Linked DNA regions of Zea mays: region 1 is linked to region 2. A link is a contact called in public Hi-C data. All regions are on one chromosome and are shown on one strand. The core of a region is the stretch at or near the end of the contact, and the rest is flanking DNA. Distances in the headings are between cores, read along the strand shown.

Region 1 (2,700 bases), core at 14-2,513, 180 kb before region 2:
TTTTCAACAAAAATGGTAATGGTACAGTAGTCCCAAAAAAAACTGTAACTAGTTAATTTGGTACCACAACAGCATTGGCCAGTGCTTATATTATATCTACAACTAAATACTTCTCTAACATGTAAAACCCAACATAAATGTGGGTAGCATCTTTCTTGTATGGATGATGGTAATGGGAAGCTTTGAAAAATTGACTTGCAAGCCCAATATACTTGCAAATTTCCCCTGCTAAATAACCTGAGAAGAATTATAGTGTTACTGATTACTGAGTACTGACTCCCGAGAGATAGAATTTACAGCAAGAAAGAAAGCCAGTCGCTGTCCACGACATTTACGCTATTGAACTCTGTACAGGCAGTACAGCCAATTAGCTCCTAGTCTTGGCTTATTCCTAACGAGGTTTTGACTTAGACAACGTCTCCCATGTGGAGTCGCTGCAAGATCAGATAGGAAAGGAGCCCTCTTTTGTCCCCTTCATTGAAATTGGTAACCAACATATCAAATGTTCCTAACTGTCTAAATTTGCATCTACTAAAACATAGCTTCAGTATTATTTGACTGAACCATGTGTTCATCTTCGATCTCACGCATCACGAAATCTCACACCTCCATCAAGTTATTCTGATGTTGAAGAACAGCCTAGTCCTCAGAAATCGGCATCCGAAATCACATCCAAAGTAGCACTAATTAATCAATAGATACCATGCTTGCAGCATGATTTACACTACGCGCCTCAGATACGAAATAAGCCTGATCCAAATAAAAGGCCGATCGGGGGAACAAAGAGAAAGCGGGCAGGGATATGCGTACTTGAGAAGGCGGACGTCGGCAAGGCTGCGCGGGAGGCGGAGGATCTGCCCAAACTCGCCGCGTGGCGCGGTGAGGAAGACGCAGAAGATCCCGGCGGTGAAGAGCGCGAGCACGGCCGCGAACGCGAACGCCTCGGACCTCGTCAAAGCCGGGCGCGCCCCTGCGAGCTCGGGCTTGCCCTTCTTAGCGGCAGGAGAGTCGTCGCTGCTGGCGCCGGCGCCCGCCGCCTCGATGTCGCGGCGCGCGAACGGCATGGCCATGCCGGCGACGGCGGCCGCCGCAGCGGGGGTGAGGCGGGGGGCGCGACGCGGAGGGAGCGCCTGGTGCTGCTGCTGCTACTGACGCCGAGGCTACGAGGCATGTCTCGAGGGCGGCCTCATGGGGAGGCGGGCGACGACACCGAAGACAGGAGGAGGTCGGAGACTCGGAGGAGGCCCGGTGCGGTGGTGCGGTGCTATGTTCTGTGCCGCGTCGTGTTTTTTGTTCGGCTTTTTTGTTTTTTTTTCTTTTGGAGGGGGGGCGTGTTTGATCCGGCACGTCGATTGGGTGGGATGTGCCCGGATGTGTATTTTGTCTTTTGACTTGTCTACAGGGCCTGGACTTGGCCCAGTTATTTCCCGGGCCTCTGGTGACCAAGACTTCCTCGTGACACTACGACGACAAGTACAGTATTTTCATCTTTACCTATCTTTACCTCTATAAATACTAGTAGTATGCCCGTATTAACGATACAACGAACCTAAAAGACAATAAAAATTAATTAGGATAATAAGATGTGCAAAAATATGAATATTTGTTTATTATTATTAATAAACGCTGAAATCTTAGTAAGACGACAAATTAAAATGAAGTGAATATACATTAAGGATAATAATTTTCTGTAAAAGTTGAGTATCATTACAAATAAAATCATATTTATCTGATGTGTCTAATAATTTCTTGTATTTCTTCTGGAATGTTGTCTTTGGATTCATTGTCCTTGTACTTCATTAATTCTACTAAAAATTTGGTCCTCAAGACATTCCCATTCTGCATATTCATTATTACATATCATTGAACTCAATTAATAATCAATTATAGAAGAACGATATTGACAAAGTATTGGAACAAATAGGGTACTCACGGTGCAAATGCAGGATAACCTTATACCATTCCAAACGTGCATAAAGTTGATAACAAGAAAGGCGGATAAATCCCTACAAATTAAAATAATATGTTGTTACATATATGTAGACCAAATTAATAAGTTGTTCAGGTTAAAAAAATTACCAGTTTAATGTTCTTAGAACTCATGTTGGTACTATACGACACCACATATAAATATCGTCTTTCCATATAGGATTGGCCAATTCCATGGCAGCATTCATATTATTGCCAATATAATGTATTTTATGGATATAATGCATGTTAGGATCATCACCCTTAAACCATGATGGTATAGGCATGGAGTACATTATATAGATGCTTCTAGTGTCCATGTTAAGTACATATAAGGTGAAGTGACCCAAGAAAGAATCGGACAATAGAATCTACAATTTAAAAAAATAGTTCAAGTAAGAGAAAAAAACAAGATTACAAAAATGATGAAAGAGTATAGCTTACTTGTTTGCAATCTGAAACATCGTACTCTATGGTAGGCCAACATTCTAATAATTTTGCCAACATGTTGATATCTGGCTTTGCACGAAGGCGAGGGTCTCGACCAAATTTAGTTATGGACTACTTTTTGTTAGTAAAATAATGATATAATGAACACACTTATATGAATAAAGACTAATTACTTCAACTTACACAGAACTGTAGATCCATATAGTGGTATTTGTCTTTCAACAAGAACAAGTCATCATTGCATGCGATCATCCGAACAGCCATGTTAAAACAATCTGTATC
Region 2 (2,700 bases), core at 118-2,617:
GGGCTTGGACTAGAAGTAGCCGCTGACGGCTGTTGTGCTATTGCAGCCCCGGAGACGGGACTGAGGTACTACATATTTTCTTGCCTGCCTCACCGGCATAGGTGTACATTTGGGCCGGTCCTGATGGGCCGATCCGAAGCACGAAAAAAAACACAGCCCAGGCACGACATGACCCAAAATAATTTAGGGCCGTCGGCCCGTTATATCGGGTCGGGTTTGGGCCGAGGTCATGGCCCATGGGCGGGCACGAGCACGACCCGTTTAAAGCAGGCACGAAATGACATATAGAGGCACGAAAAGGCCTATATATTTATTAAAACCACACTTTATTCTACACTTTCATATACTTGATAAAGAACACAAAGCTAGAGATAACGCTAGTTAAATGTTTTTTATAGCTTTGAATTAGAGTGTGTCATGTAATTTTACTTTTGTTATGAACATTAGACAATAAATTGAACTTACAGACTTTGTATCGAGCTGATTATACTCTTTTTCCTTCTAACAAAATGATTTATAAACAAGGTAGTCATTTCATAGCTGTGGTAACTTTAATATAAATATTAAGTTTGATTTTGTTCAAATTTATTTGTCTTGTCTTTTATTTGTTTTATTATTATTTTGAATTTAGGGCTCTAATGTGAATTTTGGGCCAAAAACTGAATTTCGGGCCAAAAATTGAATTTCGAGCCCTAATGTGAATTTCGGCCAAAAATTGAATTTCGGGCTTTTATAATTTCGGGCCGTCCGAAATAAGTCCGACACGTTTAAGCAATTATGGGTCGGGCCGTGGGCCGAGGACTAGGCCCATGGGCCAGCCTGAAATTCAAATAATACAGGCCTTTTTGGACTTGGGCCGGGTCGGGCGGCACGAATGTACACCTATAGTCACCGGTAACCGCCGCAGTGCGCGGCCGCCGCCGTTGACAGCGTGGAGGTTTAGTCTAGGCTGCAGCCCCGTTCCCATTAGGCCATTACAGGCTCCCGCTCCCGTCCCGCCCACACTGACCTCACATCCACCAAGCCGACGGCAGCCATTTCCTTCGTGTTCTTCCACTGACGCCGGCCCCCACGCGGGTCTGTCTCAACCCCTTCTTTACCGCACCACCCCTTCGTCGTCGCAGTCAACCCGCGTCCCGCCAGTGCTCCGCCACTTCCTTAAACCCACCCACAGAACTGCCAGCCGCTAGCCTCCACGTCTCTTCCACTGGGCCCTGCGTAATTGCGGCCCACCTAGCATAGACCCGAAAGAGTGTTCGCCGCTTGTGCAGTGTATTGTAGAATGAAATTTCACTTCCAACCACGATGCCAAGGCACACGCCATACCCTTCTCGCAAGCAGTCAAGCTCCTCCCCCAATCCTTCCCCGATGCTGCGGCGCAACAGCGTGTGCGAAACCGAGTCCGAATCCCGACGCGCTCCGGCTCCCATGGAGCTTAGATTTTAGGTGTGAGCTGCTCCCCCTGTATGGATCCAGATGTTCTCGTGGAGCCGTAAGCAGTCCTCCTCCGGCTCGTCCTCCGGCCGCCGCCGCGGCGGGGCGGACGCCTCCATGGACTCCAGCAGCCGCGGCGGCGGCGGGAGCGGGAGCCGCGGACGGAGCCCGCGGTTGGATCGCCGCAACGCAGTGAAGCGCATCGAGTACGAGGCGAGCGCGGGGGCGTCCGCGTCGTGGTCGTCCTCGTCCTCCGCGGAGCAGCAGCGCTCGCCGGGGCTCCGGCCCTCGCGCTCCCTGGACCTTGCCCCCGGCGCGGACCTCCGAATCAGCGGGAGCGTGGAGGGGGAGGTCGACGAGCTCTGCCGCAGCCTGGGGCTCTCGGGGCCCGAGGATTTCGCCGTCCCCGTCGCGGCCTGGGAGGCGCGCAAGTCGCGGTCTAACTCCGACCTCCTCCCGCGCTCCCGCCTCGACCCGTCCACACCCGCCGACGAAACCTCGCCGATTGCGCGGGCGGTCTCGGCGCCCGGTGCTCAGCCGACTCGCTCCTTCCCTGCCCCCATTCCCGAGGAGTCACTCCACTCTTCGCCTGCTTCCACCGCCACCGAGTCGGCGGAGGAGCCTACCGTTGCGGCGCCCGAGGAGTCACCCAACGCTGCCCCTGCCTCTGCTGTCGTGGCTCCCGTCGGGGGTTTGCCCCTGCCTTCGCCAAGGAGGGGAGGCGGGGAGGTAGGGATACGGGGTGCACGGCCGCCTTTACTCTCCCCGCCTCCGCCAATTGGTGCACTAGCTCCTCCGCCAGTTAGGAGGTCCTTCGTTGACAATGACATGACTGGGTCCGCTTGGGACATTGTGCAGTCGTTTGCTCCCAGGGATCAGGGAAGTGAACTGGGACTGGGAGGAAGTGTCGACAGTCGTTGCAATTCGGACAAAGAGGAAGAGAATGATGTTGAGGATGGGGACGCAGCGGTGGAGGGCGAGCTGAAGGAATTGAGGATAGGAGAGACTTTCGAGGGGTTCACTGGAACTTCTTCATTGTCGACGACGAATGATGATGACGCGTCCAGTACAACCACGGAGGCCATGTTCATCATTTCACCGAATGGCAAGTTCAAGCGGAACATTAAATCATGGATGCGTGGTGCTCTTCTGGGAAGCGGCTCATTTGGGATGGTGTACGAGGGGATCAGTGAGTAAGTCCCCGTGCTTATGAATATTACTGTGATATCATGTTGTTTGCATAATTACTTTGTTACTCATCAGTCA

What was found. Hi-C and Micro-C count contacts between places; a contact is called where the count stands out from the background.
Region 1: a Hi-C map of leaf shows a contact between it and region 2, with 7 times the contacts expected there. The contact joins the promoter of LOC100283054 here to the promoter of LOC100279294 in region 2. A contact is called at or near these places in 3 of 25 Hi-C or Micro-C datasets (ear and leaf).

The regions. Positions count from the first base shown.
Region 1 is chr1:271,756,034-271,758,733 of Zm-B73-REFERENCE-NAM-5.0, reverse strand. LOC100283054 (gtk16 protein) reads right to left here and starts at 1,263. Exons shown (of 4, transcript NM_001155956.1): 1 at 811-1,263. The coding sequence starts at 1,070.
Region 2 is chr1:271,575,168-271,577,867 of Zm-B73-REFERENCE-NAM-5.0, reverse strand. LOC100279294 reads left to right here and starts at 1,367. Exons shown (of 9, transcript NR_158727.1): 1 at 1,367-2,627.